7 separate regions of the Mus musculus genome follow, and all the other regions are linked to region 7. A link is a contact called in public HiChIP or PLAC-seq and promoter capture Hi-C data. All regions are on one chromosome and are shown on one strand. The core of a region is the stretch at or near the end of the contact, and the rest is flanking DNA. Distances in the headings are between cores, read along the strand shown. Region 1 overlaps Thbs4 (thrombospondin 4). Region 2 has its middle 26 kb from the start of Gm41018. Region 3 holds the start of Thbs4 (thrombospondin 4). Region 4 holds the start of Serinc5 (serine incorporator 5). Region 5 holds the start of Scamp1 (secretory carrier membrane protein 1). Region 6 holds the start of Mtx3 (metaxin 3). Region 7 holds the start of Jmy (junction-mediating and regulatory protein).

Region 1 (3,719 bases), core at 222-2,721, 750 kb before region 7:
ATTGAGTCCCCCTCCCTGCCCAGGGATTTCGGAATTTAGGAAGGGCTGTAGATGTGTTTCACCCAGAGATTGAGAAGAGTCATTGGCAGCCATGTGAACTCTGAATACTATAGCCATGGTAAAAGTGGGAGGAATGTTTATAATTTATGATACTCTAGGGAATTATGGGAATGAAAAATACATTGCTGAGCTGTGGTTGAGGCTCAGCTGGTTTAGTATGCCTAGAATTCAATACCTAGCAGGACACGAAACCAGGTATGATGCATACCTTTAAACCTAGTATGAAGAAGTCGGGGCAGGAGGACCAGAAGCTCACGGTGATCTTTGGTCACACAGAGAGTTTGGGACCAGTCTGGTTTATATGAGAACCCATCTAAAACCATAAAATAATAATAAAATAAATTGCCAAACTTCTTTAGAATTAAATCTCAAGGGGATTTATAAAATTTCTGGGTATCTTGATTGACTACTGGAAAGTATCGGCTAGTACACAGCTGCAGAAAGCTTCTGCCCTGTACACATGGTGACTGGCTCTACTGTCATTGTCACCAGACCCTACATCCCACTGTTTTTGTTACCTCAAAGGCAGCCACTCTCCCTTCACTGCCCAGCGAATGCTTACTGGCTGTTTGCTTCCTGCCTGGTACTGTGGGATCTGAATACAGTGACAGACATAGAATGACAAGATCTGTTTTCTTCCATTTGACTCACAGGACGCTAGGGGGAGCCAAATCCGTAAGTGTCTGTGGAAGGAGGTGACAGAAAGGCTGAGGGAAGGGTGTCAGAAGAACAAGGCAAGCTTAGTTCAGGTTTCTCAGGATGTCACCTCCTCCCGAAGCCTGGGGTGGGGGTGGGGGGCTTCCCTGGAGACTACATTCCAAGAATGAGGAGTCTGTGTGAACAGAAAGCAGGCTTTAGCATGGCACTAAATAGGGTCACCCCAGAAATGACCTTTGGTTTGGCTGTCCGGTTCATACCCGTGCTCCGTGGCACACAGTACATACTCAAGGGGGTGGGGGTGGGGGAATAAAACCAATCTGGTAAGTTTATCAAGGATTCCTCAGAAAACAACACACATCACCAAAGCCTGAGCTTCCATTAGAAACGACTGAGCACCATGGTTATTAGAAATAGTCTCTTCTTTATTTCCACATTCATATAAAAAGTTTTGACGTATTTGGGCTGGTAAAAGAAAAGCCATGATAATATAAAGAGAATTATAGGAAGTTTTAAAAAAGATGTTGCTTTTGGTGTTTGAGAAGGCAGTTGTGGGATTGCTTCTTGGCTCAATTATCCAAGCGGTCGAAACTCTGGGTCTGGAACTCCTGGAAGTCCTCTGGTATGGTGTCTGCAACAAGAATCGGGGTGGTAGTTAGTTAATGAGGATCCTTCCAGGCTGGAATCATGGCCACCACATGCCGCCCAGGCCTCCTGTAGGGGGCGCTGTCAGCTCGCCTGAGACTCCCACAGGCTCGCAGCCATTTTCTACTTCAGGTTGCTTTGTTGCAAATCCTTGGCTTAAAGCCCAGCAGGGCTTATTCATAGGCCTAGGGAAAATTAGCAGGCAGAGTGCCTTTTTAGTCTGTGATTATGTTTGAGTCTAATGAAAAAGAAAGGCTGCCTGTAAATTAAACTGACGGAATTTCTCACCGAACCCCTAACTCTAAAACATGCAGTTAAATTCTATGGGTTTCAATTTTCAGATTTGGGAAGCAGGAAAGCCTGGCTCTGCCTTCCTCTTATGTTATGCAGGGTACATCACCATCACGCACGTGGTGGTGAGGCTTTGGGGCGGGGGGGGGGGGCGGGGTGGGAGGATGCATGTTATAGAAATAAGATTTCTTGGTTGCTCCCCTGTGCTGTTGAGGGGCACTCAGCATGAAGGTTACCGTTGCAGCGGTACTTGAGGTTGGACCAGATGATGTTTTCTTGAGAGAAGCAGAACACACCAAGTCGGCCTCCACGCATGGTGGTGTCTATGGTGACCCCAGAGTCAGCCACCAACTCCGAGCCTTCATAAAAGCGCACCCTGCAGAGAGCACAGGTGTCCACGGTGAGGAACATGGTGCCACTTCCGACTCTTGTACTTACCTCTTTATTCAGACATGTTGTTTTCCACTAACTCTAGTTGGTCCCTCCCCAGTGAGGTTAGAAGTTCCCCAGGACAGGAACCAAGAGTCCACGGCTCCCTAACTTGGTTTTTAACAGGCCCAGCATGGTGTCAGGTGCATAGTTCCTGGATCGGTACTTGCTGGTGAATTAAAACAAAATAGCTTGACATCACGGACAAGTGGTTTTGTGGCTTCACTGTCTTGTGAGTTATTTTCTCTGGATACTGTACCTAGAAGCCCTGCGCTTTCTTCTTTGGTCTAGCTGATTTCACTGGTGGACTCTCAGAGCCTTGATCAGTAGCTTTAGGCAGTTGTGGGGGCAATTTCAGTTGTCATAGTAGCACTGAGGGACAGAAGCCCCTGGATGCCAGCCTTCAATACCCCGGAGTGAGTTAGCCAAAGCTTGCCCTGTGCTCTGTACCCTTGTGGAGTGTCATGGGGAAGGTGAGCTGCGCCTCGCCTCGGAGAGGCAATGGCGTTTTACCCTGAGCATCATTTTCTTTTTTTTTTTTAAGATTTATTTATTATTATATATGAGTACACTGTAGCTGTCTTCAGACACACCAGAAGAGGGCATCAGATCTCATTGCAGATGGTTGTGAGCCACCATGTGGTTGCTGGGATTTGAACTCGGGACCTTTGGAAGAGCAGTCAGTGCTCTTACCCACTGAGCCATCTCTCCAGCCCGAGCATCATTTTCTTCTGCATTGATTTTAAGTTAAACTCCCCAATTAATTCCCCAGGGTAAACCAAGAAGTGCCTGAGCATGCCGTTCTGTTCGAAAATTAAGAGTTGGCTCCTGTATGGGTATTGTCAACACCACTGTAATACTTAATTCTCAGACACACTACTCTGTGTTTAAATGCCACCTTCATGTGAGTCTAGGAATGGTTCCAAGGAGCTATTTCCTTTGGTTGTATAGCAATCAATTCTTATTTCTCTGCAGTTTTAGGGTTCAGATGGACTTTTCTAAAATTATATACTTAGAAGGATCATATTTTTATAGCTCTGATTTCATTTTTGGAACAGAAAAGGCACATTGAGCTCCATCAGGTAAGGGCCTGGCCACACCTGGTCTCCCTGTGTGGTGAACAGAGGCAGGTGACACAAGGGCACAGAGAACAGAGCATGAATCAGCTCTCACTGCCTTATTTTCACTAGATGCATCCGTCTACCTGGTACCTCCCACCCTGGCTAGGAAGCTGCAACCCACATACCCCGGAGCACACCACACACGTGCTGCAAGTCTGGGGCGTGAACCCTGACTGCATTTCAACAAGAGCAGTTGAACACACAAAACAGCAGCAACAGAAACAAAACAGTCCTATAAAGAAGCCGAGGCCATCACACCAGTCCCGGGATGAACAGTTCTCTCTTGCACAGTCCGTGCCAGGCATTGTGATGAACACTAGTGAGACCCAAACCACAGAGGCTGCCCTTGTGGGACTCATGACCCAGTAGCGAGGACAGACTGCAAGGGGGCTCTTTGGTCAGTGTGGACTAGGTTCCATGGGGCCTGGAGGAGTCTCGGGAATGTCTGGGTACCATCTCAGCATCTCGTCTCTGCTGTCCCCTTCATCAGCTCCTCCCTCACACTTCCCTAAGAGC
Region 2 (4,167 bases), core at 1,149-3,648, 770 kb before region 7:
TTCAGGGTAGTGAAAGGACCATGGAGTTTCACAGCATGGTTCAGTGCTTGGCTGGAGACTGAGCTAGACCTGGTCTGGAGTATTGTGTGCGTGTTAAGTTGTTCATTGCTAGGACAGATGCCTGACAGCAGTTACAAGGAGGAAAGATTTATTTTAGTCCATGGTTTCAGAGGTCCTTCATGGTTGGATCTGTTTATTCTGGTGAGAAGAATCATCATGAAGGTAGGGGCAGGTGGCAAAGGCTATTCTCGGTTGGGGACAGGGATGGAGAGAGGCAGGGAGAGACGGCAGAACAAGAAAGTACAGGGACAACTTTCAAAGGTAGGCTGCTGCAACTTCTCCCAGCTACGCCTCAGTTCCTCAAGTTCCCAGCACTTCCCCAAAAGACTAAGCATTAACACACCCACAGGAGATGTTTTCTATTCATAACACCACGCACACCAGGCAACAATGATCCTGCATAATATTTTATCAGCTTAGTTCCTCCTAGCCCCGCTCAATGGTGAAGTGTCTCTTGAAAATTATTTCAGTAAAACTCTCACATTGGTGCTGAGAACCATATTTATTATTATTATTATTATTATATTATATTATTATTATTATTATTATTATATTGGGTATGTAGATACAAGGAAGATGAGGGCAGTATACTTCTTGATTACTAACAAAGGAGTCCGGCCATCAAGCACAGCAGAAAGCTGTCCTCCAAGCAAAACAGCTGCCGTTATCATCAGCTCAGCTAGGCCTGCTTGAAAAGTCATTGCAGCTAGAACTGTTAACTGTTGGCATTCACCTTGTGGAAGGAGGGAGGGGGAGGCTCATTGGCTGTCACCTGTGTGTCTGGCTACCGCTCTCAGCCGTTGGAATACATTACACTGGTCATGCTGGGCGTGTGGAAGGGGTGGGAATCCAGTGAGGCGCTAGAGGTTGGGAAAGACTGATAGGAGAGCCTCTCTCTGAGCAGCCATGGCAGTTGTCATCCATGCTTGGCACAGACCTAATGGGCTGACTTAATGTCACCCATGCGCTGTAAATAAGCCTAATGAGCTCATTGGTCCCCCAGGGTGAACTTGGGCAGAATCTATCTTTGCCTTGTCATTGGGACTAGGGTAGACATTGTTTACACCTCTCAAAGGGAGGAATTCTCACCCAGATGGGGAACTGGATGGCTCCACCCCTCCACCCCAGCCTATGGAGGGAAGCAAGCTGCAGAGACATTTTCCTGCTCTATAAGATGGGATTTTGTGTCTACCCCATTCACTTGAAAACGGTGTGCACAACTCCTAGACAGGGCCACTTGACAGCAAGCTTCTGTGGATGGTCAACTTCGTATCAAGTGGAGTAGTGATCGATTGTGTATCTGAATTCACACCGTTTAGCAGCACAGAGAGGGTAGCTGGAAAAACCGGCACAGGGTGTGCTCGTCCAGGGTCAGTCCTGGGAACGCTGGGATGAAAGTCATGGGAGCTCACAGTCCAGTACCAAAGGCAACGGGCAAAGGCTGTGCAGATCAGCATGGCAGGCTGCAGGATTAACTTTCAGGGGCGGTGGAACCTGTGCAGACGTGAATACAAATCACAACTATACACTGCACAGATCGGAAAGTCATTTTCCAAACGGTGGACACTGATCCAGGTCTGAGAGCTGGGCCAGGCCAGGAGGTTGGGCAGGCTGGCAGGGAGCTGGATCTGATGTCGGACTCAGTCTTATTTTCACCACTTTCCTGAACATTCTAAAGTGAGTGGTAGGACCGTAGTAAGTATGGAGAAGAAAGAGAGCTGCTAATGAAAAATGAGTGCCCATGACTAGCTGCAGCCTGTGCTCAATGGTCAACTGACACTCTGCCTTTGACAAGAGGCAGATTCCATGAACTTAGAGACCCTGCCAGGAAAAAAAGCAATTAACCAGAAGGAATCCACCCCAGGCTTGGCCGGACCCTGTTGGAGCTGGAGTGGGTGAGGGAGGCGGGTAAGTCTAGCAAAGCCACAGGGAAAGGACTGTGGTGTTTTTCAGGTACATTCCTAGACAGGGCTGTCCTCGGCCACAGATCCCAGAGTCCCAACTGAAGATGAACTGCTGGGTCTGGCTTGAATACCCAGCTAAATGCCACCTAGTTTCCGAGGCTGTGTGCCACTGCTGCCGTGAGGAATGATGGGCAGGCCAAGTGACGTGGCTTTCTGGTCCATTTCTGCACAGTCTGGAACATCTAAGAGAACGTTACACTGGGCTCTAACCCAGCAGCTAGGCCAGGAGCCCAGCTTTCTATGTGAATGCATTTTGGGCTAAAGTTTCCTCCCGCTGTGCTGTCTAGCACTTCTTACTTGGACCAGTGACATCTGCATGATCGGGAAGCATGTGGGGCATGCAGAAGCTCTGCCTCCCTGTCTCTAGTCAGAATATGCATTCAGGGCAACCTGGCTGAGAGCCAGGGGGCGCCATAGAGCAAGGAGCGGCACCCATACTAGCAGACGTTCAGCCCCAGTCAAAAGCCGCTGGATCTGATGTTGGACTCTCTGCTTCAGAGACGAGGCTGGCCCACAGCAGGAGCCTGCAGGGGGCTTCCCTTCAATGGGGTGGGAGAGCAGAAATGGCAAGGACCCTCACAGCTGCTGGCAGAGAGCACCGATTTATGGGTCACTTTCGCTATTTCGAGCAAAAGAGGCCGAGCAAGAGTTTAAACCAGGGCAGCCTCCTCTAGGTATGTGGGGGCTTCATGAGTAAATCCCAGGAACTCGGTAGCAAGCAGAGGTCTCATTTCCATTTTCCAGATGGTTGAGGGATAGATAGGGCTGGGATGTTGCCAGCTGGCTGAACAAACTCGGGACCCTCTCTTTGCTCTATTGGTGCCAGCTGGTTCTTGGGCCAGAGATGCAAGCTGTGCCCAGGCACACGTCATTCCAGGTCCCCGGAGACATGCCAGGCACCGGCTGTTGGTCTTTCTCACCAGAGCCAAGGCCCAGCCGTGGGTCTTCTCTCATAGGCACCGATGACCACGACTCTTTCTCTCTTCTCCATCTTAATGACCGGTATCACTTCTCAGACCACACACCGCACCTCACATAATGCCGCAGATAGATGTTGGCTACAGAATGGCTCAGGCAGGAATAAAGAGGCTGCCGTGTTCAAGGAGCTCAGAGAGCTGATGTACTGGGACTCTCTGTAGGGGACCAGATAAAATGTCTAATGAATGCACAGAGCTGCCAAATACAGATCCAGATGATAGGCCGTTTGGAATTGCCACTTTGAAGCGGGCACCAGCAGGAGAAAGTGCGCCTGAGTTAGAGCCAGGGTCCTAGGCTGGGGTCCTCCACTGCGGCATTTCTCCAGAGTAAGGTTCACGACCCGCACTTCAGTGTGCTGGTCACGTGTCAGCCTTGGGGTGCTACCTTCAGAGGCCTGCCCCAGCTTGTACATGGTGTGGTTGGTGAGCATGTGTCTCTAGGCTTTCCAATATGATTGTTATAGTCACAGGTGTAACTACTGGCATTAATGATCAAATTGGATCTGGGCGAGCAGGCAGACAATGGGCTTTCCCTTGTATAGACAAGCAGAGAACCACTCACTCACTTACTCACTCACTCACTCACTCACATTCAAAATGGGGTAAAATCCAGTCCAAAAGTGTGGCCAAATTGATCACAGCACCCATTACTTTCATAGCTACAACCAGAGTGATTGGAGAAGAAGGCGGTGCCCTTTTCTTGTGGAACTCAAGGGACTTCTGCCCAGCCATTCTGGGACAGACACTTTGCCTGGCCCAGGTGAGCTCTGTTCTGGGGACTGATCGCCTTGTGGGCCCTACCAGGATGATACTGAACCTTCTGTATCTGTAACCTGGTGAAGGTTCTCCTTAGCTCTTGTCTTCTTGGAGGAAAGAATTCTGCCAAGCGACAGTATAAGCAGAAGTCTGTTTAGCAAAGCAAAGGAAAGTATCCTCGAGAGAGGCTGAAGGACCCAAAGGATCTTAGCAGCCCACTTTGTGGATTTTAAAGAAATTTCTATGAATATTTATGAGATGGGTGTCAAGGTGGTCCCTTTTTGCTTTCCAAATGGGTTGGACCAGATCTATCTTTTAAGTCCATGATCCTCTTAAAAAGCCCCTGCCTGAGGTGAGAGCTAAAACCATAATGCTAATTATATTATGTAATTAGCTTGTCTTTTGAGAAT
Region 3 (3,786 bases), core at 384-2,883, 700 kb before region 7:
GATCTTGCTGGCTCTCCATGAGAGCTTCAGTCTGCCTGGCTCCCCGTTTGATTCATTTGCTGCTCTTGAGTCTGAGCTTGGGTAAGTGAGCAATGACTTTAGAGAGTGTTTTGAGGAGGAAATAAGATGCTACCTAACGCTATTACAGTTCAGTAGAAGTACCAGGATCTGAGCAATGAGCCTCTAGTGTTAGAGGTGAAATTACTGCTACCGATGAGCACGGGGATTGAATACCTGCTCATTCAGGGCTAGCAGCCTGGCCCAGAGGGAGAAGGAGATAAGTGAATTAAATCAGTTGAGCTGCTGATTGCCGACTTGATAATTCTATAAAAGAATCTGCCAGACACCTGACTTAATCAGATTGTCTGCAGAAACTAAGTTAACAGGATAAGTTAGGTTATATCACTTGAATGCAAGTCTTCACTGTCTGGTCTAAAGAAGTAGAATCCAAACCTAACCTACACCACTAAGTTGTGTGCTCCAATGTCAAGAATTTATATAACAGAAGATATTATATAACAGAAAATAACCTCTGGACTGTTGGGTGCAGTGGGTGGCCACTGTGGTGGCATGAAGGGAACACAGACTGCCTGCTCAGCGTGCTTTGCTCAGCCTCGGGAAGGAAACCTTTTTCTCCTCCTGTGCTGCTTCTGGCTTTCCTCATTCTCGTCCATAGTAAACCAATCCAGGTGCCCAGTGTCACGAGGAAGGCCAATGTGCACAGCCTGCCCGAGCCCCGAGATCCTTCCTGGCTGTAGTAATTGCTTCCTTGTGGTCTTTATACGAAATTTTGCTTAGCCGTAAGTGCTTTCTACCTGAAAATTATTTCAACTCCCTGTCAAATATTGAATTTTTTTTTTTTTTTTTTTTTTTTGCCTCTTCACAGAAAAAGATCGATTTCTAAAGAGTCTCAAGTAACCACACTGAGTCCGGGGGAGGGGGGGAGCTAACCTTTGATTGTAAGAAGCACGGAAGGCGGGTGGAGCAAAGCAGCATTGCTCACGGGTGGTGCCACTTGGTGCCAGGGCTTCCCTGAGAGAAGGGACTGGAGGGAACAGACACTGGTCTTCAGACAACCAGGATTTCAACCCCTGCCAGAGGACCAATGACCCTGTGGCACATTCTACAGTGAATGATGAAAACTAGTTTGCACCCCCCTCCAAACTATAGTTTAAGGAATTGGTCCTGTGGTTGGGTAAAGGAATTGGAGAAAATTCTAGACTTTCCTCATCACTTTCAATAACGATGTACTTCCATTCTGGTCCCGGAGGAACAGAGAGGTGCATGGCAAGGCCTCAGGAGCCCAGGCAGAGCAGTGCAAAACTGGCCCCTCTAGGTGATCTCAGGACAGCAACAGTTAGCTGGATGCAAAGGGGACCAAAGGAAGCCACTTACCCTGGGGTGTGGCCTGGGCGCTCGTCCGCTGCCACGGCTGCAGGACCAGGTGCAGCAGGAGGAAGGCGGCCGCGGCCGCGCGTGGGGCCGGCATGGTGACTCTTCTGCTCCCTGAGGGCTGTGCAGGCGACAATGTGGCGTGGCTTTGCCGGCGTAGGGCGCTGTTTGCTGGCCTCGGGCAGTGAGCGCGCAGGTGGCGGGCAGGGCAGTGCGCAGCCGTCGGAGGGGCGCTGGCTGCTGGGCTCCGCGGCCGCAGCCCGCGCTTTATGGTCCAGCCGCCCGGGGGGCGGGGGGGGGGAGGGTGCGGGGGAGGACCGAGTCAGGGCGGCCCCCTTGGCCAGGATCCCCCATTTGCCAGGAAGAGCGGGGACGGCGGGAACCGGGAGCGTGGGCCACCGAGGGAAACGCTGGTGTGGAGACCAGACGGAATGGAATGAGGTGGACAGTGGGAAGGGGTGGGCAGACACAGAAGTGTGCTGAGGAAGGGACAGAGGTTGGGCAGAGAGGGCCACAGCGGAGGAGGCCTCTTCTGGTCCCCTAGCCTTGAGCACCTCTATGCTTTTCCCTCTTACTTTTTATGTTATTTAGAGAAACATCACTTGGACGTGTCTCTAAATACTTTAATTGCTTTCCCAACTGGTCTTGACTGCTGATTCCCCCACAGGATTTGTGTATTTCTACAAGCTTTCCTTGAACAATTGAAATGATGAATTTTTTTTTTTCCACCAAGTTTTGAGACAGAAAGAGTGATAAGTGGAAAGGATTGATTTATTTATTTATTTATTTATTTATTTATTTATTTAATGCGGGGGTGTTGGAAATAAAAATGTCGCAAGGTATCCACGCAGACAGTTAGGCAGAGATGGAGATACTGAGTCTCATGGATGATTTACTTCAGGCCAGTTTGCAAAAGGGCTGTGCACCCACCTTGGGCAGCACAACACTTTCTAAAGGTTCAGTTTGAAGCTATGGGGTTAGGAAGACAAAGCAGGGGCACTGGAGTGGCCCCTCTTCCTCCCAGGCAGAGCCCTCAGAGGGTGTCATGGATTAACTAAAGGGAAAAACATTTGAAAAGCGGCAGTAAAAATATTCCCTGTGTAACAATCCCCACCAGTGCAGAGGGCTTCAGAGGATTTCTAGACCTATCTCATCTGTATTCTCAAAGCATTCCATTTGTAGAAGCTATCTACCACCAGCTGGGTGGTTAACCCACCATTCTATCTCCAATCCCTCTCCACTCCTGATTGTGTTTACAGCTAATAAGTCGAAGATCTGAGCTGTCCTCTCAGCAATCTTCTCTTTGGTGTCTAATAAAGGCCTCTCTGGGCATTCTGTAATGTTGTTTTATCTAGTGCATTAGGCAGAATGGGTCACCATATGCCTATCAGTTAGAACTGAAAACACACAAAAGGGGCAGGTATGCGTCCCTATGCAATAATGAGATGGATCAGACTTTGGAATATTTTCTCCAGGTTTCCGAACTGAGTCTCAAGGTTAGAGGGGTGGAGGGCTCTAGCCTATGCTTTAGACAGAAGAGCTCTGCCTTTAGACAGAACAGCTCTGCCTTTAAATGCTCCGTACAACTCGCTCAGAGTAAGTTTTCCTTGAAGCGAGTGTAGAGTGTATGAATATTTACACGTTTAAAAGCCAACATTTAGCTGGATGAGTGCATTAGAATCTTCTTCAGGAGGTTACACACACACACACACACACACACACACACACACACACACACACACACACACACACGCGCGCGCGCACACACGCGCACACACACACACATAGAAACACACACAAATTTAGGTGACTACAGGACACCCAAGCTATAAAACTACAAGTAACAAAGCTTGTAATGGTATGTAGATGCAATCACCAGGACTCAGAGGGCTTCACAGAGGCAGGGGAATCATGAGTTAGAAGTCAGCCTGGACTACGAAGTGAATTCAAGGCTAGCATGTGTTATATAATGATACCCTGGCCCTGGCCCCCCAAAACGCAAAGGGAACAATTGTTATACTGCCTCACACCACAGCTTTCTCTGACACAGACTGGGACCACTCCCTCAGTGACTGTTCTGGGAGGTTTTGGTCAGTGGGTCAGATGTCGCTGTTCCCTCACAGACCAAATGCCATTCCTCCGTAGGCAGGCCAGGAGTCTGCATAAAGTGGGACACAAAAGAGCACCAAGCAGGTAGGAGAGAGAGACAAGAGTGTTTCCGTCTCTCTGATCCAATGACTGTACCTTCAGTGTGATCCTGTAGATCGGATCCACCATAGACCTAGCTTATATCCTGGGGTTATTTTCTCTCCAGCCACTGCCCCGTGGTTCCATTTGACATCTCTATTCTTCATTTATTAAGCATTTTCCTACAAAACTTTTTCCTACTTGAAA
Region 4 (4,190 bases), core at 256-2,755, 890 kb before region 7:
ATCTCTCCAGGTCTTTAAGAGGCATGCTCTCTCTAGGATAGTGACATCAGTACTCAGAAACCCTCAAGCTAGTGCTTGCATAGGGCTGGCAAACAAACAAAAGCAAAACAGGAGTCCACTACGAGGTCTCTGATCCTAATCCAGTGACACTGGGACACTGGGTGAGGGGTCTCCTAAAAGAGTGGGTAAGTTCCAGCTCAAAGGTTTGGACAGTTTACCCCCCTCCCCCACCTCTTGGTCGGTTCCCACAAAGACAAACTCTTGGTGTCAGACCGGTTTCCCCAGGGGCTGAAGTTCTAAGTCTAGTGACCGCCCTGCAGCAAACAATGGAGCTCGCTGTGAAGCCCTGCGGAGGTCCTGGCTCTGAGTTACAGGCTGCCACCCAGCAGGTTGCTCCTCCCACACCTTCTTATTTTTAGTTACAGCCACTGTCTTCATAACTTTTCTTAACCGCCAAGTAGGGCTCGGTTGTGTGTGTTACTCTAAACTCCTGGATCTAAGACGCCAGAAGATTCAGCGTTGGTAATAACTAAAGCACGGATTATCAAAAACAGTTTTTTTTAGTTTCTATCTCCTAAAGTTCCCAAGACACTATAGGCAAAGGCTCTGTCCAGGGAAGGTCAAGTCCTGGGTTTTGTGCCTGAGGATCAGACGCTAGGCTAGGATTGTCAGCTAGGCGTTTTCACTTCCCAAGGCTTTAGGCAAGCTATTCAAGTTACTTATCCGCTGTCACTTTCCTCACACGGGTACAGCAATGTTTATCTGAAATACTCTTCCAACCAAAAAGGCATTGGTGTAAAAATCATACTAACAGAAATGGTTTTACATTTGAAGTAACCGTGAGAAGAGATTCAGGTAGAGAGCAAAACTTGGCACTCCCTTGGCATCCAACAAGCAAATGTTGGAATCCTCCTTTCAACGTGGGTCAGCTGAGAGGCAACTAGGACCCCAACCTAGGTTCCCAGATCGACTCTCGGTCAGAGTTCCGCGGGAACAGCAGGTGGAACAGCTAGGCGCCTGGGGAGACCTGGCATCTGAGGGGGTGCGGGAACAGAGGGGTTTCCCGAACGTGGATCTGGTAGATGCCTGAGGAGTAAGGCGATCGCAGTCCCATACCAGTGGCGCCCTCGTGGAGGGACCAGCGCAGGGCATTCGGGAGGGAGTCTTCCTCTAGGGCTACGGTTTTAACTACCAAAGGCAAGCGGATCTAGTTTACTGGATCCGGGGCGGAGGAGCGCCGCGAAACCCGGCGGGTCAGTAAAACCCGAGAGCTTGTAAAGACTGCATTCCCTTGGTCTAACTCCGGCGGAAGTGCCAGAGAGGAAGAAGCCCACTGTGCTGCCCGGAAAGGGGCGGGGCCATAGCCATCCGCCGGGCCGCTCAAGGGGCGGGGCCTAGGATATGGGGCGGAACCTACACTCGGGGCGGTCTTAGGGCGGAGCCTGTGGGGCGGGGCTTGGCGGCGGTTGTTTTCGGGCCAGGGTACGGGGCTCTCAGCTGGGCTGCTGGGCTCGGGGATAGGAAGCAAGACGAGCTTCTTCAGTCGCGCGCTCGCGGACCAAGCCGAGAGGGCCCGAGTGACGGGCCCAGCGGGCAGCGTCCCCGAGGCGAGGTCGTCGGCCGCGGTGATGTCTGCCCGGTGCTGTGCTGGCCAGGTGAGCGAGGCGGGCTGCCGCGCGGGTTATCAGAATCGCGGACACCGACGCGAGCCAAGCTCGAGTTCTGGAAACCCTGTGGGCGGGAAGGGACGCGGGGAAGCCCGAGAGGCAACCCCAGCGACCTCGGTGTTCGGCCTCCGGGATTCCGGGCTGGCAGGGCGAGCGGGTCTGGAGCTGAGGATCCCATCGGTTCCCAGGACGTGTCACCTCCGGTCGAAGCCTCGAGTAGTGGCTCTGAGTTCCGTAGCTCTCCTGCCACTGCACTGCCTGTGGGATAAATCCAGGAAAAACGTGGGGTTGGACAAGATCTCTGTTTCTGTACTCCGAGCACAACTGGTCAGTCCGAGCAGGGCGGCCGCGTTTGGCATCTCCAGGTCTAGAACATGGGGCTCTGTATTCACGAGAACGTCTGGATATCCGATTTGCAAACTCCCGGACACAAGTCTAGGCACAGGGAAGGCTCAGCCCTGCTTTATGGGTTTACCGACCGGACCCTACCCAACCCTGACTGGGCACGAGCCTTCGCTCCCTTCTTTGCAACTCATCTTGCTGGAACCTGTTTTGTAATCTTGCCAGTTAAATTCACGATATCCAAGCCATAGGAGGCTCCTAACTGGAGAGAATTATTAGGTTTTAGCCCTTTAATGCTAATTTCCCTTTTTTTTCCTGCAGGGTTAGAAAAACAACAGCGAACTAGGTAAAGCCATCTGGATGTCTTTCTCCCATGTTGTCTTTTTGTTAGGTTTTAAGGGGTTATAAAAAACAAAAACAAAACCTCGAATCTGATCGCGGTGGGTGGGCATTCAGGTGCAGGACTGGTCTTGTTTACTTTGAACGTCAGGACAATGGGAGCCAGCTGTACGTGCTGTAGGGGGTTAAGCTGTGTCTCTGGACCCATCAGGTTTAGTGGCCTATAGTAGTCCTGTCCTCTTAGAGGTGGCCCTGTATGTCAAGCTGGCATTTTTCAGAAATGAGGAAAGTGGGGCTTTTTGGTTTGAGTAAAATGATGCCCGTCCCCTCAATGTCTGGAAAGGAAGGACGAAGGAATATGACCCATTCAGGCTTTTTAGACCAAGAGGGGCAGAAAAGATTGTTTTCAGAAAATTGCAAATATTCATTCTCTCTCTCTCTCTCTCTCTCTCTCTCTCTCTCTCTCTCTTTGCTGGTGCTGTAAGTTCTAGGCAAGTGCTCTTTGAGCAGCACCTCCAAGTCCATTTTTCTGGTTGTTTTGTGATACTCTTCAATTTGATGCAACCCTTTTCATTGTATAGTAAGTAATTGCATGTATTTGGGGCCATCAGCCCTTCTCTCTTGGAAGCCCCGTGAAGATCTTTCCTGACAGGTGCTTGACTTCAGGTTCTGAGAATTTATTGTTAGTACTTAAGTGAGTTTTAAAAAATATTGGTATGAGTGATATTTTGCCAGGATGTATGACTTGTTTCTAAAATCCCCCTCTTAGGGCTTTGGAAAGAACCAAGTCCTGGCCATTCCCCACAGAATCATAACTTCTGTTTCTCAGGGCTGCTGAAGGTCTCACTGTGGTAGGTTTCAGTGCAGTGAGCAGCGCTCACACCATGGTTTTATATCGCTATGTGAGGGCGTGAGCTTTAGCTAAATGTTAGAATGCTTGTCTAGCATGCACTTAGCTGGATTCAGCCACTAGTACAAAATGAACCCCTCAAACCTCACACTGTCATCAGAAGCTGAGTCTCTCAGTTGTATCCATATATTGTTTTCCAAGCACCTGCTAAATGCTAGGAGGAGGATATATTGTAGGAAGCCAAACATCTCTGCTGGCAATGATCTGTGTGTGTACACAAGTGTAAGGACATCCCATAAGCGTGTAAACAACAATAGATCCAGTTCCAGGAGTCTCGGAACAAGGCTGGGTAGTAAAACAGCCTTGGGAAGGTTGGGTGAGACGCTTGTCTGAGAAAATGCCTCTAGAATGGAGATTTAATGGAGAGAGTACAGAGGCCAGACTTAGAGTAGGTGAGAGAACTTGCCGGGCCAGATATGACTGGAGATTGTCTGTAATCCCACACAATGAGTCATACCCTTGGTGAGGGCAAGAGTCACTGGGCCTGACTGGAGCTGAAATAATGGTAATTGCAGCAAGCAAGGAGAGCACTGGGCATAACTCCTGTGTCCCCACTGGGAACCAGGGCATCTTGTTCAGGAGTTTTACGTAGACCACTTTAGAGAGACTTGCCATCACTTGTGTAGTTGGTGCATTCCTGAGTGAGCTCAGTTTGAGATAGCTGCTGCTGCTGCTGCTGCTGCTGCTTCTTCTTCTTCTTCTTCTTCTTCTTCTTCTTCTTCTTCTTCTTCTTCTTCTTCTTCTTTTTTTTAAAAGATTTATTTATTTATTATATGTAAGTACTCTGTAGCTGTCTTCAGACACTCCAGAAGAGGGAGTCATATCTTGTTACAGATGGTTGTGAGCCACCATGTGGTTGCTGGGATTTGAACTCCGGACCTTCGGAAGAGCAGTCTGGTACTCTTACCCACTGAGCTATCTCACCAGCCCCT
Region 5 (4,187 bases), core at 1,079-3,578, 790 kb after region 7:
AACACAACAGTGCCGGGTGAAAACAACATCCCAGAGGCCTGAGGTGTGCTGACGAAGGCCGCTAATCCAATGATCAGGAGTTCAAGGCCAGCTTTTGTTACAAGAGTCTCAAAAAACAAATACACAAACCAACACCAAGGAGGAATGAACTATGGAGCATGGATAACAAAATGTCAACACCAAGATTTAAAAAGAAAATCGACCAGAAAGTAACAGTAAGAGTCCTGGGAACTTTGTAAACAAGGGCATGAAAAAGAAATAGTATTTCAAAAGTCACTTCTACCCAAAATGAAGCAGAAGGAAAACAACCTCCTGTAGATATAAAGGTTCCTTTGAGAGACAGAAGGGTAACTAGTTACAAATGCAAAGATAAAGCCAGGGACACTGTCTGTGGTGTGACAGTCACTACAAGTGGAGAACCACGGTACAAATACTCAGCCAAACCTCCTTAGACACAAATTATCCAGACTTTAGAACATTCTATGGACTTGGATAATCACTGTCCTGAATGCATCTCCTTACAGAAACAGAAAATGTTAATCATTTTCTTCCATGATTAATACTTAAAACCTATATGTGTTTAGAATTATCACAGCAACCTTATGCCCAGCAGAAACGGGAGGTGTCATGGTAAGATCACATATTACAAAATATCAATTTGTGATAAGAAGCTAGGATCTTGCCCTAACAAGAGACTAATATGAAAGGAACTGTGAACTGGATGTCCAGATATAAAACCAACAGCCTTGTGGTTAGATGCTTAAAAACAGCATCACTGAATTATCTAAGTTAGGAGAGACTAATGGGCTCTTAATGTTTCATCTCTAATTATTTTTAAATGACACTCACTTGACAAATTATGAAATGTTTCTTTTGGATATCCATAATATCAGAATAATCCAATTTTCACTACATGGAAGTGAGTCCAATAGTAAATGAAACAAAAACTTCAGGGGGTTGAGGGAGCATGGACCGCCCTTTAAAGTGTACCTGAGCCTTTTATCTGCAATTACAGAGTTTGGCAGGCTGAGGTAGAAGGAAAGAAAGTTCCAAAGCCAGGTACACTACCTAGTGAGACCCTGTCTCAAAACAACAATGAAAACCAAAACAAAAAAGCAAATGAATAGATCGGGAGGACCAGGTGTTGAAAGTTACAGTCAACTCAACCATAACAGCTTTCTCTGTAGTTTTGCAAAATGAGTCCAGCTGTCAGGTATAAGGGGGATAACTTCATTAAAAGAATCCTTCATGAAGACATGAGGTTAAAACCATCAGAACAGGGGTGCCTTTTGCTTCAATATTGCAGGTAAGCCACAAAAGGACTAAAAAGAGGTAAACCCAACAGGCCAGAAGCAGCACTTGGGTGCCCACAAATTAGTTCCTACTTCACCTTTGAGACTACAAATTAAAGTTTGAGCTGCACACAGTCAGAGCAATTAAGAAAGAACTAACCAAGCCAACAGTTGGAAGAAATTGCCTTGCTATGCCTCACAGTCTTTAAGAAAACCAAAGTACTTTTCAAGGCAAAGTTCTCGGACGCGGCATTAAATTTTAGAGCAGATGCCTAACATTTAAATGGCCTGCCTAGGCATTTATTTCTATGCCAAGCCCTTCTGAGGCTTGGGATCCGATCAGGTCCACTCCATGAAGGAAAGAGCTCACTCACGTGAGGAACGGAATCCTCAAACAGCTCGGATCCCCGGTGACGCACTCCCAGCTTGGAAAATGGCCCAGGGTCCACCTCCCTAACAGCAGCTAGGTGGGGAGATGCCCGTGTGCACTATTGTTTCCAGATGTTTATTTATTTTTAACTTCTGTTTGATGCCCGTTCCCCTAAACTGGGCCCGGTGGGGAAGGGGGCCTCTGGCAGCGCCACTGGTGGCTCTGGGAGCAACCGAGTTTTGATAATAAAAAACACCCCTTTATCCTTTTATCGCAGCGTCCGTGTATCCGCGCCTCTCTCCCGCACACCTTGGCCGTCACCGGCACGCAGCGCCGGTGCCAGGTCCCCATGACAACCCCAGCCCGGGCGCCCCGGCCTCCCGGCCCCCGCCCCGCGGCCCGCCGTGCCGACCGGACTAGTGGCGGCCACACATGCCCCGCTCCGCTCCGGACCCGGCTCCCGGTCCGGCCGGTCCGCGGCCCGGTGCGAGCCTCCTGGCTGGTGGCGCGGCCAGTGGTGACGCTGCGTCCCGAGACCCTCCCGACAGGGCCTCCACGGCCACCGCGACGCCCAACGCGGGCCAGGGCCGCGGCCGGGCGCTCACCTTGAACGGGTTGTTGAGATCCGGATCCGCAAACGGGTTGCTGTCAAAATCCGACATTGCCCCGGCACTGCGCGTCACCCACCCGAGCCCGGCGCCGAGACACAGACGAGGCGAGGCCGCCGCCCCCCTGCGCGCTCACGTCGCCGCCGCCGCCGCACAGATCCGGGTGCAGCTCGCGGGCCACCGAGCCGGCCGTGCCACTGAGCATGCCCGGTGCGGCGGAGGCCCGCGGCGCCCAGCCATCCGGCCGTCCCTTCCCGCCTGGATCTGCGCTCCGGGCTCTGCCTCCGACCGAAGGGCGAGCGCAGGCGGAGGGCAGGTTCCAAGCCCCGGGCCGTGGACCCACCTAGTGCGGCTTGGGGAAGGGGTGGTGGCCTGTGTAGGGGAGGACGGTGCGCGCAGGTCCCACGTGGCAGGTGGGGGAGACAAGACTTGGAGAGCGAGTAGCTGAGGTGCGAAAACATCCGCCGCAGACACCAAAGATTCCAGACCCCAGAGAGGATAGGAACCCTAAAGCAACTTAAAACATCGCTGCCCGACACACCCCAACCTGGGAAACCCAGCCGGTCCTCCGATCCCAGGTTACTGCGAAGTCACGGAAAGCGGCTTCGCGCTGAGGATCCGGAGTTGCTCCAAGAAAAGGCAACATTCACTGCGGGGAGGGGGGGGGGGCAGCCTCTGTCTCCCATCCTCCCTCCCCACTCATAAATAATGGGGGGTGGGGGCACGTGGGACGGCCGAGTAGGTGGCAGAGTCTATCGACCCAGACCCTCAAGTTACTGATAATGGAAGAGAAATTGTTGACGTTTATTTTCAGGCATTTGGATGCAGAATACACACCTCCTAATATTTGCCTTTTTTCTTCCAAGTGCCGGGAATGATTATTGAAAACTACAGTAAATGACATATCAGTCATTGCACCACCCGGAACTTGTTGAGAGGACATGGCTTTCTCAACTCTATCCTTCCTTCCACTTTTAACAGAAGGGCACTTGGGTGAACCCAGAATTATTTTTATTTGGCAGGGACCTAAGAACTGGAAAAACCCAGATTTAATTATCCATAGCTTTTTGAGGGCCTTGCGCTAGGCAAAGTCACCTAGGCAATAATAACTTTCCCCAATGTGAAAGCGCACCCACCCACCCACGCACAACGTGCTGTAGTCTGGTAGAATCCAGGTTGGGATGACAAAGCAGCTGCTTCTAAGGCAGCCAACTAATTAGGAAGTAGGCATCCAACAGTGATCACCACAAGGTGGAAAGAATCTAAGATTGGGGGCTCTGCTCCCAGATCCTCGGCAGCTGCCTGTACCTGGTTCTGACTCAGGGTTCAGCACCTGTTGAAATCCAAGCTCAACTACAAAAGTTACTTTGTGCTCCTGTGCTAACCTCTCTGAGTGTTAGAGGCTAAAGAATAAGTATGAAAAACTGCGTAAAACGTGCCCCGCATGTCTTTAAATCCAGGTAAATATTGGCTGAACGTGTGCAAACAGCGAGGGTACCTACCCTGCCCCTTGTTCTGTGGGTTGTCTCATCTCTCCTGAACCTGACCTTATCCAGCTGATTCCCATTGTTTGGGCTCTCAATCCTTCCAAGGATCCCCCAGATGACTCAAGTATTCAGACTATTATACTTAACTTCTGTGTTCCAAGCCCATAGAGATCAGCTGAGCATGCAATGCCTGGTGGAAATTTCCAACTGTACTCTCTCTCGCTCTCTCTTTTTTTTTAAGCTAAAGATGCACTCACTGCTCCAACCCCACGGAGTTCCTGGGCAGACACCCAGGCCTGTGCGTCTCCTAGCCCCAAGAGTTTGCATTAGGGTTCCCAAATAGGGACCCTGCATCTTCATTTTTAAAAAGGTCTTTATATAAATGTTATTGTGTATAAATTCCTAAAACAGGTTCAAAACATAACTATGG
Region 6 (4,224 bases), core at 1,228-3,727, 660 kb before region 7:
TTGAAAAACAAAAATGTTCAAGGAAAAACGTGGTCTGGAAGAGTCATTATAAAGCTGTGCTCTAGGCCATCCTGCCCATACACAAATGCTTTGCAGACAGCGAGAATGCTTTGCCTGGGAAGAATCCGAAATGATGATTTTGATGAACTCGGAACAACGTCTTTAACAGCCAGGAAGGATATAGGAGCCAAGTACCCATACCAATGGTTTCAGCTTTCTTCCCCATTGTCTGGAACAGTATTCAGCCTGGTTGTGCAACAAGGTACACCAGTATTTTAAAATTCAAGCTAGCAGATACAGAATCTCAAAAGGAATTACAGCAACACAAAGATTGCTATTAACTAGGCACACATAAACCTGTAAGAAGGAATTTTCTTATCAGATTGGGAGAAATGGTGTTCTTTGCCTTAACTTAATAAGAGAATGGATTTAAATTTCTCTCTAATGCAAATAAAATCAGTGTAAGTGGCAGGAGCAATGGAGAGAAGGTCACACTAAGTAATCACCTATGTGTCCACAAAGAATGATCACCCACCACCTCAGTGGCCAACAAGACACAGAGAACCCACATCCTCACTGCAGCATTTGATTTAAAATGTCTTATTGTAGGATACAGACTCTCAGCTTTATTTTTATTGCTTAGAATTTTATTTCTCAAAGCATGAACTTTCCTTTACACTGAGTCAGAAAGTTAAGTTACCTTCTTAATATGAAGGGGGCCCAGCCATCCCCCAAAAATCCTACAGTGATGCATGGTTCCTCCTCTGTGTTGTTAATATTTTATAAATCTCTACATTTACTTGTGACAATGGCTTTTTATAGTTTTGGTTGTAACCTAGCCTTTAACAGCCGAGCCATCTCTTTAGTGGAACAATGGCTTTTTATATTTACCTATGTGTAATGTCTGGTTTGTAGACTATACATTCCTAAGGAGACACTCCACATCCATCTATGTATTCTTCCAGAGCCTCCTAGTACCTCAGATGTACTCTCTGCTCAATAAATGTGTTGTTTAGTTTCAACTATACATTTGCTAAGCATTTCCTACTTAAAAAGTGTGACTAATGGACTTTTAGGATTGGAATGTCTTTTCTTTCCATTTTTGAGATATACTATTTTTGAGGCAAAATATTTAAAAAAGACTTTAGGAAATCAGAACTGTAATTTTGGAGAGTTGCCCCCTTACTGTGCAGAAAAATGCCTAGAAAATGTTGCTGAATATTATTGTTACGGCAATAGGTTTCAATTGAAGGGGACCCTAGCATCTTCTTGTGATAGAGGAAAATAGAAAACCCAAAGATGTATCAAAAGGGCTGTTCCAGAAAGACTATTGTTCTGTCTATAAAAATCACACAGCTCCCAGGTCCTGATTCTGAGATCCAAACAGTATGCCCAAATCTCCACATTGCCAAGTTTTTTCTTTAATGGTTTTTCTGAGAAATTAATATTTAGTGCATGCCCATTAGGTCCAAAGACAAGACTGGCTGAATGACTTACAATGCTTAGTCTAAAATAAAAGTGCAGAGCCCTTTGCACCAAGATTATGACCTCAAGAGAGTGATAGCAGAACATGACGTGAATGAAGAGCCTTTCTAAACACAAGACCTTCTGTGTCTTCACTGGCCCCACACCTAGGAAGCCACAAAGAGCTTCTGTAGAGTGGATGGCAAAAGGCCTGTGAATATGGACAGAAGCAAAATTCAAAATTCAAGTGCATACAGGGAGCCTCAGGAAGCTGGAAGAAATTCATGATTTTGAAAAAGCTAAGTTTAACTCAAAAAAAAAAAATCTTTTTATGTGTGTGCTTTGCCTGCACGTATGCACCACGTGAAGGGCTAGTGCCGGTACAGGCCAGAAGAGGGACTCAGGTCTCAAAGAACTGGAGTAAAATGACTGTGAACACAGCGTAGGTTGGGGGAACCAAGACAAGTCTTCAAAAACTGCTCTTAACTGAGCAACCTCTCCAGCCACACTAAACTTAGTTTGGGGAGAGCCACTAGAGAGGAAAGCCATTCTGAATTAAAGGAGTGTGCACGTTGGAGTCCCCTGTTAAAAACTTAGGAACAGGGTTAATTTTGAATGAGGTTGAATCACATTAACATAAGAATGCCAACTGAAATTGAGACTGGAAAGGCAGGCAGGCAAAGGACCATCACAATGACTGAACATCGCAAACTTGTACCGACGACCTCCATGTCAGTTTAAACTACTTTTGTACAGATTTATATATACCATAGTGATGCTTTCAAGTTTTGTTGTACATTAATACTGAATGCAATAAATACTTGGAGGACTCTTAGGAGGTCTGTTTCCCTTCCGGCACAGCTCCTAGTCTGGTTGCTAAACCTTCTCTCAAAGGCCTGCTGCTGTCCTTTCTGACTCTGTCCAAAGCCCCAAGGAGTCAGTCCCAGCTCCTCGTCCCGCCCCCCTCCATTCCACGTGCTGGAGAGTGGGCGGTACGAGTACTTCCGGGTGACAGAGGTCAGCCCCGGCAAGATGGCGGCCCCCATGGAGCTCAGCTGCTGGGGAGGAGGCTGGGGTCTCCCTTCGGTCCACAGCGAGTCCTTGGTGGTGCTGGTGAGGCCGCCTCGCGGGCCAGGGCGCGGGAGGACTGGGCTGGCTAGCCGCGGGCTCCGCTGGAGACCGGCGGGCCGCTTGCAAGCGTCAGGTCCCGGCGGCCCGGCGGCGCTGTTCCTGCAGTTGGAGAAGCACACACGCGGCCCCGCAACCTCAGGCCCTGCCTCCTGCATCCGAGGTCCCCAGGAGCGGGGAGCCTGCGCGTCCCCGATGGCGGACGGGGGAGGGGCGTGGGCAGCCTCAGGCTGCCTTTGAGGGTGCATCAGTCAGAGCCGTGCTGCAGACCTTGCAAGCCTGCTCTCAGTGTCTAAAATCTCTTATTGCAAACTCTGTTTCAGGCTTATGCCAAGTTTTCTGGCGCGCCCTTGAAAATCAATATTATAGATAACACCTGGAGAGGGTCAAGAGGTACAGTATAAGCTTTCAAACGCCCCCCTCTCTGCCCTTTTCAACAGTTGCATCCCTTTCTGCATTACAGCCATATAGCCCAAGAGTACTTGGGGCGTCTTAGCTTCTTAGAATGACCTTGGCTGTGTGTTGGTTGTGTTTGGTCATTTCGAGTAAGAACTAAAGGTACAAGACAAACCTGGAAAATTGGAGAGACGAAAATGTTTTTTAGTGCTGCCCTTTGTAAAGCCCACAGAAGTTTATACCCATACTCTTCCATGTGCCAACTGGTGTAGTTTTTAAGGCATTGTAATCTTCAGAATAAATCACGGTGTTTGCTTGTGTGTAAATTGTTTTTGATTATAGGTGATGTACCAATTTTGACAACTGAAGACAGCATTGTTTCTAAGCCTGCAAAAATTCTAAACTTTCTAAGAAAACAGGTGGGTAGCTCCTTTAGAAGAAGTAGGTAGTTTTCTGCATGTTACTCATTATTATTATTATTATTATTATTATTATTGTTATTTCAGACTGGGTTACATGCTAATCTATGCTGCCACTGTGCAGCACAGACTGGCTTTAAATGCTAGAATTGTGGGTGTGACAATTACACCTGGCATCCTGTATGACTTATTTTTAGTTCACTATAAGGTGATTTTAATTTTTGGGGCAACTGGGAATGCCTGGATCTTGACAATAGAGAAACAAAGACTTGCTTACTGGTGCTGAAAGGCATGCATTTTATTTTACTGTGATCTGGAAGTTTAATGAAGTATATGTAATGTATTTATTGTGAATTTCTTGAAAAGGATATAAGATTCAATTTAGTTATTCAGACTTATTCTTGTTGATAATGTTATCACTTTAGTCCTGTTGTTACTATACATTTCATGCTAAGTGTGACACCCGAGTTCCCATCATATGGCAACTATTTTATTTGATCACTTTTGTTGTTATTGTTTGGTTTGGTTTGGTTTTATGCTGAGATTTGAATACGGGACCTTGTAGTCACTGGTAGGCAAGCGTTCTACCACTGAGTTGAATACTGAGTTTTGTATTTCTACTTTAAAAAAGCACTTATCTGATAGTTACACGCCTTATGAAAGCACGTATCTAAAGTGTGTGAAGTGTAAATATTTATGTAGTAAGTCATGATATTTAAACATAAAATGATTCCTATAAACATGACGGGTATACGTGATTTGTCAGTACTTTAAGAAAAAAATCTTGTACCATTAAAATTTGAACCGTTTCTAAATT
Region 7 (4,205 bases), core at 800-3,299:
AAATCTTACTTATGTCAATTCTCATTTGGTCAAGTCAACACACTTTTTAAAAAATAAATTTAGGGCTGGGTGTAGTTCAGTGGTACACTTTGAGCACCGCAAAACGCTGAAAAGTAAAATTTCATACTTACCTATGTTGCCAGAGCACACAAGGCAAACAAAAGCAGATCAACTTTGATCGGTAAGACAACAATTTTCAGTACATAAACATGACACCCTGAAAGAAGAGCTAATGTCTGGGCAAGCTACTTTAGGGGGAGAGTAACATTCATTTAGTTTAAGATTACAGAATACCTGTTTTTCTAAATGCTTTTATCTCTACCTGTATTTTTAGTAAACTGGGTACTTTTTGGAGGGGTAAAAAAACTCAAAACTTCCCAAAGATCCATCGCTGAGATAAGTAAAGAAAGCCGATCAGGAGCCCTCCTGTTCTTCCTTTTCCCGCGGCTAGAAAAGAAGACACTTCGCAGACCCCAAACCCAGGCTCCAACACTTGGCAGTGAGACGTGAAAACTAGGACCGCTGCTCGGACTCCGCACTCACCTCCTGGATGCGCCTCCTGGCCCGCTGAAGCACCTCTTCATAGCCCTTCTGCCGCAGCTCGCTGAGGCTTTCGTAATACTCCTCCGGATCATCCGTCTCGGTGAAAAGAACCTGAGAAAGGATCTTCCAGCCACACGTGTCCAGGCCGTGGCCCAGGTATACCTGGAGTTGGTAACATAGAGCGTCGATCTCCTGCTCGGTCATCTCGGGGGCGCCCCCAAACAGCACCGTCCACATGCCTGACGGCTCTTCGGGGAACACCGGCAGACACGGCTCCAGCTGGGAGTTTACCGAGCACAGCTGCTGATGCACGGCTCGCAGATCCTGGAAGGAGAAAAGCCCGGCCCAGCTGCATTCTTCGGCCGGAGACTCCAGCTCCGCGGCAGACGGCGGCTGCTCCGAGTCCGGGAGCGGCTGTGGCGCCTCGTCCTCCCTCACCATTTCCAGGACCTCGATCTCCTCGGAGACCGCCCCGGAGGCACTCACCACCCGCACCGACGACACCGGGGGCACCGGGGGCGCCGGCGGGGCTGGCGTGGCACTGGCGGTCGCATCTCGGGATTCGGCGCTTCTGCGGAGCGGGCTGGCCTTAGCCCGCGCGGGGCTACGGAGAGGACTCTCCGGTCCTCTGCCCGCGGGACCCCGAGGAGGATCCCCCTTCAGGCTGCGCGCGCTGCGCGGAGAGCCGCCCTCGGCCCAGGCCTGGCTTTTCCGTGGCCCGGGACTCCGGAGCGCTGCTGTAGCAGAGGCAGCGGCCTCTGACCGACCCCTGGCCGCGGGGCTGCCCGGACCGCGACTCCCATCAGACGCGGGCGTCCCCGCCTGTTCCCGGGAACCGCTCCTCTGTCTCTGGGCCGTCCGGTTGTGACAGGTTATAGCAAACTTGCCTTCGATCTCGTTCCAGGCCACAATGAACACAAACTTGTGCTTCTCGCGCTCGTCGAATACGTGGGGCCGCACCGCCACCCAGTCGGACTCGAGTGTCTCCTCCAGCGCGAACGACATGGTAGCTCCGGTGCCCGGCGAGGGGGGTCGCCCGCCCGGCCGAGTCTCCGCGGTGGCCGCGCCCCCAGCTCACCCTTGCGGGGCGCCTGCAGCCATCTTAGCGCGCCGGCCGCTCACCCACCGGCTCCTTTGTGGTGCGGCTCTCAGAAGAGACAATACGCGGCCCGGAGCAGGTAGTTCACATGGTCACGTGCGGCCGGATCTGTTTACAAGCCGCTCGCTGCCGCAGCGCAGGGCCCTGGGCCGCCGGACCGGCCTGCGCGGAGCCGCGGGGCTGCGTGCTGAGGCGCGCGTCCGCCGCTCGCCCGCCGGGGCCTACCTCCCCGCCGCCCCTCTGCCCCCGGCCAACAGCGCCCAGCCAGCCAGAACCAGAACCAGAAAGCAGACTCCTAAAGCGCTAGTCTCAGCGTCGCCACAATGTTGCCATTCGGCTGTGACGTCTGCGGCTCCACGAGGGACGTAAACACGGGCACGTGCGGCACGCTGCTGACGCGGCGGCGGCAGCAGCGGCAACGGGAGCGGCGGCGCGCGTCCCGCCCGCCCGGCGGCGCCCCGCCCCCCTCCGCGTCCCTCCAGCCGCGCCTGCGCGCCGCCGCGTTCCTGGCCCCAGCCCTGCCCCCTTTTTCCCGGCCCGGAGTCTGTGGCTGCGGGATGACGCTTTTCTGCAAGATGAGAGACTGGTGTGCCCGGCCGCACAGGTTGCTTTGAACCCCCGGCAAGAGGAGCAAAGGCAGAGGGACTCTGAGACTTTGTTCAAGGACCTTGATGTAGCCCTCCTTCACCCTAAGTGAATCTGGATCGCCAACTGTGTTCAGACGCGTCCTAAACAGTCCGGGAACTCTGCCTTGCTTTACAAGGCTAAGCCAAAGGGTTCCATTCTCCCCTGACATCCTTCAGACACAATTTAAGTTAGACATGTATGCAAAACAACTCAGGAGAATACGAAAACAGTAGGAAAATTCAGTCACGTCCTAAAGAGCGTGAACATTTGTCTCAATTTATCCTTCTTTTATTGCTTCGGCTTTCCTCGTTGTGTACTGTTCTGAGAATCTCTTTGGGCAGTCACTGCACTAAAGTTTTGACATTGTATTCAGTTATCAGAGTTCCCAGAAAGCACAAACAAAAAGTTTTTATCAGCCTGGCAAGGCAGTGCATAACTATAATCCCAACACTTGGTGAGTAGAGGCAACCAGATATGGTAATTCAAGGCCAGCAGGGGCTACAAAAGACCTTGTTTCAAAAACCAGCCAGAAAAATCCAATTATTCATACTAAATTGTGTTGAAACATTCCTAATATTGTCTAGTAGGTTTATAATCCACTTTATATTATTGGCGTCATCTTTCCTGTCAGTGTCTAAGGCATCAAGCAGGCACTAATGTATAATAGGAATTAGTTCTTTTACTTTAAGCCACATTTCTAAAACGTGTGAAAATCATCTGAGTCACCCTCACGTTGTCAGCTACACACAGTTTTGTATTGGCCTGACATCTAAATTGATAGTCAAAAGTTTTAGACCTATCTCTTGGCTGAACTTTTTTTTTTGTTTTGGTTTTGGTTTTTTGGAGACAGGGTTTCTCTGTGTAGCCCTGGCTGTCCTGGAACTCACTTTGTAGACCAGGCTGGCCTCGGACTAAGATATCTGCCTGTCTCTGCCTCCCAAGTGCTGGGATTAAAGGCGTGTGCCACCACCGCCTTGCTGAACATTTTAAACTTTAAACATCTGCTTTGAAACCCATGCCTACTCTTGGACCAAACACACACACACACACACACACAGCAAGATTCAGAAAAAGATAAAAATGACTTCAACCTTTTGGAATTCTTATAATGAGCTGCATATTTTCAAAGCTTGTACATATGTGTCAGCTCTTCCGTGCAAATCAAAAGCACCTTTGAAAACGCTGGGAGAGACCCAAGTATGGTGGCCCACTCCTTTATTCCACAACTCAGTAGGGAGAGACAGTCAGATCTCTGGGAGTTCATAGCCAGCTGGTCTACAGGGAGAGGGAGAGGGAAGAGGGAGGGAAGGGGAAGAGGAGGAAGAGGGGAAGGGAGAGGAGGGAAGGAGAGGGAGAGGAGGGGGAGGGGAGGAGAGGAGAGGGGTCTGGGGTGTTACTCAGTGCTTGGGGTACTTACAAAGCACTCATGAAATCCTGAGTTCAATTTCCAGCAACACAAAAATAAATAAAATGCTAAAGGAAAGAAACCCACTGCAAATTGGAGTCTTCAGCAAGTAACGTTACAGAAAAATTGTCCTTTTGATAAAAAGATAACTGCTTAGTTTTTTTGTTTTTTTGTTTTTTTGTTTTTTTTTTGTGATAGAGTTTGAAATCACCAGCTCTCTTTATTCAATACATTTATAAATCTGCAGAATGCAGGCTAAATATGCCTAAAAGAAATCAATGCCAGGCTTGGTAGCTATACCTCAATTCTACCATCTGGGAGTCTGGGGTAGGATTGCCTCCTGTAGTCAGCCTGAGCCACAAGGTTAGTCTACCTCACACAAAACAGAGCAACATTTGATGTACATGGATTAACTGTCATACCTATCTACTGCTATAAAATTGTGACTTATCACAAACCACGGAGGGGAAACGGGTTCATGTTTACACAGGTGTTAAGTATTTTCCCCTAACATACTTGCCACTGTGCTTT

Evidence for each region. Promoter capture Hi-C pulls out the DNA fragments that hold promoters and counts their contacts. HiChIP or PLAC-seq counts read pairs in DNA pulled down with a chosen protein or histone mark.
Region 1: a contact with region 7 is called in a promoter capture Hi-C map of hippocampal neurons, with 8 times the contacts expected there. The contact joins the enhancer-like site here to the promoter of Jmy in region 7. A contact is called at or near these places in 7 of 39 promoter capture datasets (the 3T3-L1 cell line, the C10 cell line, embryonic stem cells and 2 more), 1 of 15 datasets of contacts at CTCF or cohesin (pro-B cells), 7 of 484 Hi-C or Micro-C datasets (cerebellar granule neurons, cerebral cortex, cortical neurons and 3 more), 13 of 115 datasets of contacts at active chromatin or transcription factors (astrocytes, embryonic forebrain, embryonic limb bud and 8 more) and 1 of 9 other capture datasets (embryonic stem cells).
Region 2: an H3K4me3 HiChIP or PLAC-seq map of embryonic forebrain shows a contact between it and region 7, with 2.7 times the contacts expected there. The contact joins the enhancer-like site here to the promoter of Jmy in region 7. A contact is called at or near these places in 2 of 39 promoter capture datasets (the C10 cell line and pre-B cells) and 7 of 115 datasets of contacts at active chromatin or transcription factors (bone marrow-derived macrophages, embryonic forebrain, embryonic limb bud and 4 more).
Region 3: a contact with region 7 is called in a promoter capture Hi-C map of second pharyngeal arch cranial neural crest, with 5 times the contacts expected there. The contact joins the promoter of Thbs4 here to the promoter of Jmy in region 7. A contact is called at or near these places in 7 of 39 promoter capture datasets (the 3T3-L1 cell line, the C10 cell line, cranial neural crest and 4 more) and 2 of 115 datasets of contacts at active chromatin or transcription factors (cardiomyocytes and embryonic stem cells).
Region 4: a contact with region 7 is called in an H3K27ac HiChIP or PLAC-seq map of microglia, with 7 times the contacts expected there. The contact joins the promoter of Serinc5 here to the promoter of Jmy in region 7. A contact is called at or near these places in 1 of 39 promoter capture datasets (liver), 2 of 484 Hi-C or Micro-C datasets (CD8 T cells and embryonic stem cells) and 8 of 115 datasets of contacts at active chromatin or transcription factors (bone marrow-derived dendritic cells, cardiomyocytes, embryonic forebrain and 5 more).
Region 5: an H3K4me3 HiChIP or PLAC-seq map of embryonic stem cells shows a contact between it and region 7, with 8 read pairs. The contact joins the promoter of Scamp1 here to the promoter of Jmy in region 7. A contact is called at or near these places in 1 of 39 promoter capture datasets (liver) and 3 of 115 datasets of contacts at active chromatin or transcription factors (bone marrow-derived macrophages, embryonic stem cells and pancreatic cancer cells).
Region 6: an H3K4me3 HiChIP or PLAC-seq map of bone marrow-derived macrophages shows a contact between it and region 7, with 5 times the contacts expected there. The contact joins the promoter of Mtx3 here to the promoter of Jmy in region 7. A contact is called at or near these places in 9 of 39 promoter capture datasets (the C10 cell line, the HPC-7 cell line, cranial neural crest and 5 more), 1 of 484 Hi-C or Micro-C datasets (embryonic stem cells), 6 of 115 datasets of contacts at active chromatin or transcription factors (astrocytes, bone marrow-derived macrophages, extraembryonic endoderm stem cells and 2 more) and 1 of 9 other capture datasets (macrophages).

Annotation. Positions count from the first base shown.
Region 1 is chr13:92,750,465-92,754,183 of GRCm38.p6, forward strand. It overlaps Thbs4 (thrombospondin 4), which reads right to left. Exons shown (of 22, transcript NM_011582.3): 21 at 1,890-2,029; 22 at 1,122-1,348. The coding sequence ends at 1,287. Among named protein-coding and RNA genes, the nearest start is that of Thbs4, 42 kb to the right of the region's middle. Within about 2 kb of position 1,472, at least 55 of the 459 cell types and tissues checked have an H3K27ac peak or open chromatin away from gene starts, as enhancers often do. A contact at or near this core is called in cerebral cortex, cortical neurons, forebrain and 3 more, where this site is marked.
Region 2 is chr13:92,731,098-92,735,264 of GRCm38.p6, forward strand. No RefSeq gene overlaps it. Among named protein-coding and RNA genes, the nearest start is that of Gm41018, 26 kb to the left of the region's middle. Within about 2 kb of position 2,399, at least 22 of the 459 cell types and tissues checked have an H3K27ac peak or open chromatin away from gene starts, as enhancers often do. A contact at or near this core is called in embryonic forebrain, where this site is marked.
Region 3 is chr13:92,793,185-92,796,970 of GRCm38.p6, forward strand. It overlaps Thbs4 (thrombospondin 4), which reads right to left and starts at 1,634. Exons shown (of 22, transcript NM_011582.3): 1 at 1,396-1,634. The coding sequence starts at 1,489.
Region 4 is chr13:92,609,633-92,613,822 of GRCm38.p6, forward strand. Serinc5 (serine incorporator 5) reads left to right here and starts at 1,506. Exons shown (of 12, transcript NM_172588.2): 1 at 1,506-1,655. The coding sequence starts at 1,629.
Region 5 is chr13:94,282,953-94,287,139 of GRCm38.p6, forward strand. It overlaps Scamp1 (secretory carrier membrane protein 1), which reads right to left and starts at 2,329. Exons shown (of 9, transcript NM_029153.1): 1 at 2,268-2,329. The coding sequence starts at 2,324.
Region 6 is chr13:92,842,291-92,846,514 of GRCm38.p6, forward strand. Mtx3 (metaxin 3) reads left to right here and starts at 2,478. Exons shown (of 9, transcript NM_001162945.2): 1 at 2,478-2,577; 2 at 2,916-2,985; 3 at 3,331-3,407. The coding sequence starts at 2,497.
Region 7 is chr13:93,497,759-93,501,963 of GRCm38.p6, forward strand. It overlaps Jmy (junction-mediating and regulatory protein), which reads right to left and starts at 2,050. Exons shown (of 11, transcript NM_021310.3): 1 at 544-2,050. The coding sequence starts at 1,548.